Linked DNA regions of Mus musculus: region 2 is linked to region 1. A link is a contact called in public promoter capture Hi-C data. All regions are on one chromosome and are shown on one strand. The core of a region is the stretch at or near the end of the contact, and the rest is flanking DNA. Distances in the headings are between cores, read along the strand shown. Region 1 holds the start of Csn3 (casein kappa). Region 2 has its middle 20 kb from the start of Amtn.

The links. Promoter capture Hi-C pulls out the DNA fragments that hold promoters and counts their contacts.
Region 2: a contact with region 1 is called in a promoter capture Hi-C map of second pharyngeal arch cranial neural crest. The contact joins the enhancer-like site here to the promoter of Csn3 in region 1. A contact is called at or near these places in 11 of 39 promoter capture datasets (the HPC-7 cell line, HPC-7-derived erythroid cells, cranial neural crest and 4 more) and 1 of 115 datasets of contacts at active chromatin or transcription factors (embryonic stem cells).

The regions. Positions count from the first base shown.
Region 1 is chr5:87,923,472-87,929,053 of GRCm38.p6, reverse strand. It overlaps Csn3 (casein kappa), which reads right to left and starts at 3,475. Exons shown (of 5, transcript NM_001356570.1): 1 at 3,376-3,475; 2 at 1,421-1,482; 3 at 755-784. The coding sequence starts at 1,477. The region is part of intron 2 of 1700066N21Rik (RIKEN cDNA 1700066N21 gene); the gene reads left to right.
Region 2 is chr5:88,392,990-88,398,594 of GRCm38.p6, reverse strand. No RefSeq gene overlaps it. Among named protein-coding and RNA genes, the nearest start is that of Amtn, 20 kb to the right of the region's middle. Within about 2 kb of position 3,369, at least 3 of the 459 cell types and tissues checked have an H3K27ac peak or open chromatin away from gene starts, as enhancers often do. A contact at or near this core is called in second pharyngeal arch cranial neural crest, where this site is marked.

The DNA of each region.
Region 1 (5,582 bases), core at 2,226-4,725:
AAAATAACAAGGAAAGTTTGTTATAAAGTAGGCTCATAGAGCAGGGAGGGATTCATTTTATGACTTAAAATTTCTTCCTATTACTCAAAGAGAAAACCCAAGTTCTTAACATGCAGCTGACTACAATAAAGTATAATGTCAGGAAGTAAATGTAAGTAACTAGATATAAAAATCATTGTAATTTTTAAAGGTAATTTTGACCCTAAGAATTTACTCTAAAGGATTGTCTCATAGACACCTGTTTACGTTTAAAAATTAAACAAGTGCTCAGCACTCCAAAATTTTATAATTTCAATGGCAAGAGAGAACACACTACTCTCTAGATTGACTCCTTTTTTAAATTTATGTTTTATTTTGCTGCTGAGAGAGGAAGTTCCTGGAATTTCAGAATGAGCATGAAAACAAAGCATACAAAAAGCCTGAAGGACAATGAATACTAGCTTAAAAGAGGCAGAGTCTTTCACATGTTTAACTTTTAAACATAAAATATAATTCTGGAACTAATTATGGACATAGGACTATCTATGGACATGAATACCTGGGAACCTGGTAAGGAGTTGGCTAGCCCACACAGGATGAAAAGTGTCACAAAAGATAGGGATTTGAATACTAAAAAAGCCAACAGGTCTCTTAAACTTGTTGAAATGTTTAAATATTTATTTAGCTTTAAGACAAGAGGCCTTTTGATATAATTGAGTTTTTCCGAATATTGTGGTTGGAGTTCATGTCTCTAACAGAGACAATATCAACTTACGTTTGAATCTGGGTTTTGTATCTCTGCAGCCTAAGGAGTTATGGAAAAAGAAATCATGAGAAACATTTAAATAATTATTTAAAGTCTTTAAATATTTAATTCCTTAAGGAAACAGGAGCACAGGCGTAATAGAAATTTCATCAGAAGGATTTCTGATCTTAGACTAGGATTCCTATACTTAATGTTTATGAATTGTATTTACAGTATTTTCTTTCTTCTTTTATTATTACTTTTATGTTTTTTTACAGTCTAGTTGTTGCCCGCCTCCTGGTCTACCCTCCCATAGTTCCTCATCCCATTCCTCCTCCCCACTGTCTCCAAGAGGAAGGCCCCACCCCTGCCAGGTCTCCTAATTCCCTGGGGCCTTAAGTATCTCCAGGGTTCGGTGCATCTTCTCTCACTGATGCCAGATCAGGCTGAATTTTGTAACTTAAAAATAAATTCCTAGAGTATAGGAATTTGAAAGGCTTTCTCTGTGTGATAAAGTATGTATTATGCTAACTAAATGAATATCTAAAAAAGATTATTTATTCTTATAAGTAGTCAAACTAGTAACCAGCTGTGGTGCTCCTTGAACAACCTGTATTTTGATATACATATAACTAGAATTCTTAAATAAAATGTATTTAACATCTTACCAATACAATTTAAATGAAATTGACTCACCAAAAAGGGCAGAGTTAATGCCAGAATATTCACAACTACGATAAAATTCCTCATCATTGCACCTAAAAATAAAATTTAAAATTATATGAAGAACACCTAAAATAAATTAAAAAATTAAATTAAGATTCTTTGGTTAACAAGTTAGAAGTGATTGCATATAATGTTTTCCTTGGGAGAGGTGGGGGAAACTGAATTTATCTGCAGATTTAGCCAGTGCAGTAAATCTCTTTTCTCAAAATAAAAGAAACACTGAACTTGAAGTAAAAATTAGTTTAAAGTTAATTTTTGACTATGAAAGTATCACTAAGACATAATCATCTATTCATTTGATCCAATCTACTGGGATTAAGAGCTTTGCCAAATGCTGAGAATATGGGGGTGCAGCCAGGGCTTGGCAGCAAACTGCAGGGGCTTCTGGATAAGGGATTTGTAATCTGCACCAAGCTAGAGAACATCATAGATGTTCTAACTGATGTGCTGTCTGAGGGAGAGAAAATTAGCAAGTTTAGAACCCAAAATGTAAAGATTTTGGTGTTCTGTGCTACAGACCAAGGCGTGGCTCCATGAACTGAAAATCACGCAGTGTGAGAAGACAAGGGTTTGAACCCGGAATCTCCTGTGACAGTGTAACAATTGGGAAATAATTTCCTCCTTCTAGGCTTTACATTTGTTACAGGACCTCAAACTGGGTCATGTCTGTGGCCCTTAATCAATATATCACAGGAACTCATTGGAGGCAATGTTTGTCACAATGTAAGTTTACTTTTCCAGTAATATACATGATATGACTGATTTCGCTGCTTTAATGCAGTATAGACATGGCAATTTAAACATATTTGAGCAAGTTAAACACACCAGCTAGTCTTTTCCTAACAAAGTCCTCTCCTCATTTAATTTTAATAGTTCTTAGGTAATAACACAACACTTAAAACTTCTAATATGTTAGCATATATTGTATTTGTGGTGAGAATACTGTATTTTACTGAAGCTATTGTTTCTGATACACTTGTGTAAACATGAGCTATGGAAAAATAAGCTTTATAAGTATCACAGAATCAACACCTATATGACCCTACCCTGCAGGAGGAAAAAGGAAAGAATATCAAGCCCATTTATCTTTCCTGATGTGAGTCTCTGATGATGAGAAAGGCTGTTTGCTAAACTGACTCCAGAACCACCTCTTAAAAAAAAATCACTGAATTTCTAATACCTCATGTGTAATCAAGTTTGTAAAACCTATGCAAAATATTTTCTTGAGAGGATAGAATTCCTTGTTAAATCCATTATTTTCTAATTACCTTTTCAAATCATTACCTGAAAAATAATATTTCTTTGTTTTAATCACAGACTCCTCTTCAATAATTAAAGAATATATTTTAATATTTATTTTATTTTTACATTAACACTTCATTATAGATATCACATTGCATAATATATAACACATATAAACATATGTAACATTATATATATTAACATTAAATGATAAGAACTCCTTTTCAGTAGAAAGCTAAGATTTTACTTTATAGCAGATACATAGTGGTATATGCTTGTGTTTGTTGCTGTCACTTTCTAAGGAGACATGATTTTTGAAAATATGAATTAAATTAGCTTTGAAAGGCATGTTATAATATAATATAATAAGATATGATATGATATGTAATTACACTATAATAAAAGGAATTATGAGTTTTAGGTAGAGATAAGATTTGAAGATAATTATTGGACTATTTTGAGTATTATAGTTCTATCTTTCTGAAAAATTAACCCTCTCTTTTTATAGCAGTAGTAGGCTTACTATAAATATTATAGTTAACAATGTCTCATATAATTTGACAGTATCAAACCTAGACTTTAAGACAAAGCATAGTTAAAGGAAATGTGATTCCAAAATAACCTTGATGGTTTCCGAAGTAGCTACTCTACATCATCACTGCCCTGGGCAGATGGTTAGTTACCTTTATTTGGAGTCAATTCTTGCTTGGCAGTAGGGTTTGCCCGGCCTCTTAGCTGCAGAGAAGACCCAAGATAAATAACGGAGACTAATTACAGGGTATTAGTACCGGTAGTCAGATCTCATTTCCCTCCTACTTTTCACCCAATAGGATGATGACAGAAAGGCAAGATTTGAGGTCACCAGGGTCACCTGCAGGTCAGTCTTAGTCAGCACACAGCAGGCCGGAAACAGATGTGAGTCATAAGCATGCAGGGAAAACAACCAAACTCCTTAAAGAATGAATGTCCTGTGCTTTCTAAAAATATAGGAAAATGTATACAAATGTACTAATTGCATTCTTAACCTCTATCATTTCATCTAGTTGAAACTAAAGTTATTGCTAAAATAAAATTAAAACCCAATAGCCACAATTATTTTTCACATTTTAAGTGTTTTTACTTGAAGAACTATGTCTTCAAGGGACTTTATATTTAGTATGGTCCATGTTGGTCATTGTTCTTCCAAATGTACAACTACTTATTTTAAAAATAAAAATCAGCAGTCTTAATTATGTGTGCGTTTTGTAAGTTAAATTCATGCATGAAACATTTTCTTTGCTGTGAAGGCTGAGCATTTGCGTTTTTGCTTCAGCGTGTATTCCTCAATTGTTCAAACATTGAACACATGCTGTTTTAATGAACCCCTAAAGTGTCCCATTTTGGATGCCCAATATTAAGTAACTGAGTTAGGAATCATTGTTCTATTTTAGAGTCAGATCATTCTGATTTAGCGCATGGATTGCAAAACTGCCAATGCTGTAAAAATTTTAGTAAAATGAAGCCAAACATGTATTTTGCCTAAATGATATCCTGCTTTACCTGTCCCTCCCCCCACCCCAGGGTAATGCTAACAATGACTTTGCTTTGTGAAAACCTCATCAGAGGTATTTACTGGAATCCCTGCAGAGCAGCCAGAATGCAGAGCAGAAATAATGTCAGCATTGTATAATTTTTATGTATTCCTGCCTGTTTCTGGGAACCATTACACGTCTTAGAAAGCAGGGAACATTGTTCTGAATCCTGAGAATACTTGTGCAGCTTCTCCACAATAAGCCCTGGCTTTCTATTTCTTAGAAGTTTGCTTCTCTCGTTCTTTCTCTGACACACACAATATACAAGCAGCCTGTGTATGGAGACTGTCAGGTCATCCTATTGCCTCAAGGGCCTAGGAATAAAGGTGGACATTTATGGTCTGGTTATGGTTCATCAGACTCTGAAGATGCTTTATTCCATTCCAGTCCTTTCTCAATCATCAATTAAGAATACATGCTTTAAGCTGTTTTATTATTTGATTAAAAAATAACCAAAAAAGACTCAAATGTATCTAAAAATATATATATATATATGTGTGTGTGTATATATATATTTATACACATACATATATAATTTCAGAAGGGGAATATGTGTCCAGAATAGCTGAGTGAATTCTGGGACCCCTTCTCTTCAGAAAAGCATTTCTGGCGTGGGTCAACCACTCACTCACTTCAAAGGGAGGGGCTTGCAAAGCTACACTGTATCCTCTGACCCACTCGGATTATTCACATCGTGTTCCAGGCATTTTGAATAAAAAAGTGAACTAAAACACATCCAGTCACTTCTACCACGACACAGTGCACAGTCAAGTCCAACACTTACTCAAATGCTATTGGCATGGGACATTCTAGTCTAAGGCAGTCTAAGTCTGAGTAGCTTTGAGCGGTCATTGCTGAGGTTTTGAGTTGAATTAAGTAAACTCAAACATGTAGCTATCTTGATGTTCTGTCGTTCTTCAAAGGAGAGCAAAAGGGATCTACAACTCTCACACCTTTAGATCTCTAAGGAGAATAATATGCTGCTGAATAAGACCCAGGCTGTAGATATTTAGTAGTCTGAAACAGATTCACCACCTTTGGTTTTCTGAATGCAAAGCAACCTCATACTATGAGAGGAGAGACAGGAAGCGTCTAAGTCTGCTCCCAGCACTCTTTCCTATGGGTCCTAAGAGTGTATATCCATATAATTGTTCAATTAGAGGGGCTGAGAGGAGGTTGCTATGACGATACTATTTCAAGCAATGTGAAAACAATTTAAGTAAGTGGGAAGATAATTATTTACGTATGGTTACTCTTGTTGCTAACACCTTGCTTATATTTTGTTCTTTTAAACCTCTGATAACCATTATAACTATTAT
Region 2 (5,605 bases), core at 2,120-4,619, 470 kb before region 1:
TCTTCATAATGCACAGACCTTTCTGCTTCTCATTCTCTCTCATCTCTCCGCCACATACTCGCTCATTGTAATGGTGCTTCCATCTGTGCCAGGCGGCAGCCGGAGGGACCATCGGATTTTATTAACCAAGTTTGTTCTTTGACAGTTTCATACAAGGGAACAATTCATTCTCATTACTCTGAACTCCCCTGCCCCTGCAACTCTCCTATCCTCCTTTCCCCCTTTCAGTTCCCCCTCCTTCCTACAAGGCTGTTTCTCACTAGTGTCCTTTTGTTTTGTTTATGATCCACTGAATCTACTCAGGGCTGCCTGTGTGATTAGCCAGTGAAGACTGGTGCACTCAGTCTTGAAGAAACTGACTCTCCATCCTTCAACAGCGAGGGGGAGAGTTTCAAGAGCTCTCTCCCCCACCCCCTTCTGCTCGTGGACAGTATATTCATGGGCAGGCTTAGTGCAGTGTGTTGTCCTTCACCCTACCTTTCAGCTTTTGAATTGTTTTCATATTTTATGTGACATTGCCTGTACCACAGAGTGGGTGGTATATGTCCTTGTTCAGGGCTGATCAGTCAGCCCTCCCACCGTCTTACACCACCATGAACAACAAGGAGTCTTTGCTTTCAAGGCTGTTCTTTGTAAGAAGCTCCTCTGGTGAAGGTTTCGGGCTGCGTTTGCCTATGTAAAACAGGTATTTAGAAGGTGGGTGGGCACCACGGACATTGGTACTTTGATAAGTTCCTTAGGGCTTTTTAATATGTAGCAGGGCTAAGAAGCACTGCTGTGAGTTGCACAGCCCAACTGTTGCCTAAAGAGCATGTCCAGACTCAGAACAGGACTCATTACCTACATACAGTTCAGCTGCCTTCACAAACACTCAGCACTTCTGTTCATAGCACAGCATCCAGGTTCAGCAGCATTCTCTTCGCTAGGGAGTGTGAGAACTGCAGCAGCTCTGTTCTCTTCCTCTCTCAGCCAGGAGTTAGGGTTTAACAAGGCCCTCTGGCAATGTGAGCATAGGCAATGTGAGTTAAAGGCAAAGGTGCACTTGCATATCTTATTTTTACTTGGACTTCATCCCCCACACATGACTATTGCTTGTTTCTAGTTCATTTAAAGAAAGGTAGAGATAGTATTTTAGCTGTTGAAAGACATGAAAGTAGGGGTTTAGAATGGGGCATGAATGAGATATAATATAGAGATGTGTCTACTTGGACATTTAAATCTTTCTAGAACTGAAACCAAAAGTGGACAGAAGTGCTATTCGGAATGAAGAGAGACCATTGAGGCTGACCGTTATTTAGAGTGCTGGATATCTGAACCTTCCCTCACAGTCCTACCTAACTCCCAGCTCTCCTCTCACTTGATGCTTTTTGTGTTTATCATTTTGCACATGCTATGGATAGGTTTACTCATCTGGGAAACTCGCAATTTCTATACAAGTTTCCTTGATTATAGTTGGTTGTCCTCTAACTGACAACACAGACAAGGCCATCTCAGCATTAGATAGTGCCTAGTGGAAGAAACAGGACTCTCCCATGCTGCTGTGTTTCATGTCCTGTAAGGTGGTGTAGGACATTTGGGTCATAGGGTGTGAAAAGCATAATAGTAGTGACAAATAAAAAAAAAACTTTTGTTTTGTAGAAAAAGGGACACCTTTTTCTCATAGAATAATTTCAACATGTAAATATGGAGTGGATGAGATCAATAGGAAATCACCCTTAGAATATTACAAATCTTAGAAATTTTCAAGATCCATGGCTGAGTCCCAAGTTGTCAAAATTTAATGGATAAACAAGATATTTGCATATCTTAATATTATCACCCCAGATATTTATTCCAAAGGAAAAATAGCAAATATATATAAGAGAAGATTCTGTACCACCATATGGATTTCCCCTGTACTCAAGTGATTATTTCCTTAGCTGTAACAACGTTTTTAAGTTATGAGGTCCCACTTGTTGGTTGTTGGACTTAATTCCAGGGCAAATGGAGTCTTCTTCAGAAAGTACTCAAAGAGAAAATTTAAATAATAAAAAAGATAGGGTAGAAAATGGTTGAAAATGATTCACATCCTTTATCTCTGGCTTACACACACACACACACACACACACACACACACACACACACACACATATACATACACACATACACACAGATACACACACATACATACACATACATACACACATATACACATGCACACACATACACACATATACACACATACATACATACACACATATACATATACACATGCACACACACATACACACATACACATATATATACACACACACATATACACACACATACATACACACATATACATATACACATGCACACACACATACACACATGGATATGCACACATATATGTGCACACAATGGACAAGGAAAAGAGAAAGGCTCTCATTTAAATAAAACATGGGATCCAGACAGAATCAGGTTAAGAGAGTGGTAGGAAACTGGTAAAACCCAGTCAAAACTTGTAGATTAGATACTAATGTTAGTTTCTTTTTATTTAAAGAAAAGATTTTTATTAATTTTTATTAACAGTGTGCATGTGCACACATGCAGTACTATTTGTGATGTAATGAATTATAATGGTCAATGCTATTGCATTCCTAATGTGTGTTAGAGAGGGTGGCAAGTAGTCTACAAATAACTAATACCGAGATTCCTTACAGTTTTGTCAGAGAGTTGATGTAGACATAAAATTCACATCTGGCTGTATGTGATCATGGGGAAAGAGGGCAGGATAAAGGCTCCTGATGGCTGTACATCTTGGGGTCATGAACTGTGCTAGAATAGTTAACACAAATAATGAATTACAGAAAAGAGGAGTATGAGGGAGACCATTTCATTTCTCAGCGTGTCATGTGTGTCCACAGTGTCTTCTTTGGCTTATTTTTAAACACATAGAATAATTTATTGAAATGTAAGAACATGTTAAATGTGCTTAGTGTTATAAATGGTTAAAGAGATTTGATCAGATATGTGGTGATGTTCAGCAGGTGAGCGAAGCTTCCCTGAGCATGTTTCTGCAGACTGAATAACCAGTTTCAGATGGTCTGGCGAGACATTCCTTTGAAAAGCAAATGAGGCACAGTTAGAGTGTGTGGGGCAGACAGGGTGTGGACTTGGAAAAATGATTGGTAATTAACTAGGTAAAGCCTGCTGACACAAAGTCTGATCTGATGATAGTGATAAAGTGTGTTGGTACTCATTATAGTAAATGGGATTTCCTTGGTGGACACTCCACCAGTGGAAGTGGGTGAGAAGAGACTGCATTATTAAATAGTCTCATAGCTAACTGCTTGAGCATACACATTGCTCACAGAACACACAAAACTCCCACAAGGAGCCCTGAGGGCATGGCTGAAGTAATTTGGCCTCATAGATTCCACTCACCGTCAAGCATCAGTCCGTTCATCATCAAGACAAGGGTGTTTGTCTAAAAATCTTACTTCACACTGGTAGGAGGAAGTATGTTCCCTCTGGGATAAAATCTTCTTCATGTTTGCTAAGTTCCTTTACCTTAGACACTGGCTCAGGCCTGTTGTTTCTGTCTGATATCCATGGGAGAGGGCTAACTATCCTGTGAGGGGAGGGAGGGCTTAGAGTTGGTTAGAGCTTTCACACCACTCAGGTGGACGTCATTCTGAAAAACTAGCATGGTCTTTTCTTACCAAACACACTGCCTGTTTCCCCTACTTATGCTGGAGCAGCAGAGAAAGACAAAGGGAAAAAAATCAAATCCTCGCACCAATACCAGTTTTGGAGTAGGGAGAAGAAAATCAAACCAAAAACCAAAACCAAAGTAACACGAAATTCCAACTTTACTTCTTATTTGGATTTGTCCACACAGGTAATGATTTCTCATACCATTTTTTTTTAAAAAAAGCTATGTCAGGAAATTGGTGAATAATTGTGGCTAATCAATAAAGTATTTCAAAGGTGTTTCAGAATGAAATTACCAAAGTAGTTTGAGAAAGTAGTCATCCAATGTTATATGGTAGTAACATTTAAGTGGTAAAGTTTGGGACACTAGTTCTATTTCTTGTACTTTTAAATGCTGATTTTTATTTACTTTTCTTTTAGGAAATAGTCATGATAATTAGTAACTCTAAGATGGCTCAGCATTTATTATGCTGTAGCTGCTTAGAAACTATTGCAGGCTCTCTTATGGATTGTGGAGATGTTAGTGAAAAGATGTTAACCTTTGGAAACAGGCAAAGCACACATGCCTTTAACCCAGCCCTCAGGAGGCAGAGGCAGCCGAGCTCCAGGTCTAGGGAGAAACTCCGTCTCGGGATAATGTGGAGAGTACAGGGCAGGACACCTGTTGTCCTTCTCTGATGCCTTGTGCAAACATGTGAACAGGCACCTCACGTACATGAACACAAGCAAAAGAATCAAGAGAGACTCAGAGGGTTAGGTAATAGTGCATACTCTTTGTAGCAGTGCTGTAATATTTTAGTTTTTAAATGAAAACTTTCACTCATATGCAGAGTGTAATAGTTATTTCTCTCATTGCCACAGCAGAATACCCACAGGAGCAATTGGCGGTGAACATTTATTTTGCTCTTGGCTTGGGGAGATACAGCCTCTCATGGCTGCTGACATGGAAGCTTGTAGCTGATCACACTGATGTTGATTAGGAAACAGGGTTAGATTGGCAGCAGACATGGTCCAGAATTCTCAGGGCCGACCCACAGGGCCTGACATTTTCCATAGGTCTCATGTCTAGAAGGTTCCACAAACTTCCCAAAACATCATCACCAGTTGGGGCCCAGGAGTTCACATATGAGTGTAAGTGGGGACAGTCCACACTTAACCATGATTAGAAGAATGGCTAGAATATTTTGGAATTTAGTGTGCACGCACATATGAGCACATACAGTGCACACTGCATTTACATGGTTTTCACATGCAATTATTTTTTATTACATTTTGTTGGTTGTATGAGTGTACATGTGTGGCTTCCCACATGCCCTGGCACATGTGTGGAAATCAGAGAAGAATTTGCAGGAGTCTGATTTTCCTTCTAACGTGTAGAGCCCAGGGATTAACATTGAACCACCTTACCAGCCCCTTTCAACTTTTATCTTTTTATTCAGGATAGGAGGGGACTGTTAATACTTAATTTCTGATTAGTCTCTGTCTTTATGAAAGAATCACTTCTTATCTGTTATAGGGTGGAATCAAGCACCATGTGCGGGCGTTCTTTATCAGAATCAGCCAAGTCCCAGATGGAGCAATAGGAGCTGAATTTCAGAGAGCAATCAGATATTGGGACCAGCAACCTCAGTGAGCATCCTATACCCACTCTATCAATAATAGGCAAAATTCCATATGAAATATAGACTAGTAATAGTGTTTTTCTTTAAACAACTGAGACTACATTCAAGGAATTGAAAACAAATCTTGTAAAATCCGCTTGTGAGTATAAGCTATGAAATTTGGGATAACACATTTCAATTGGAGCAACATAAAAATTTTAGAAGCAAAACTGGTAATAAAATGATGAGGAAATATAGGAGTAATGGCTAAGTACAACGTCTCCCTGACATGGCTCCTGCCCTGCTAGGGCGATCTCACGTCAAAT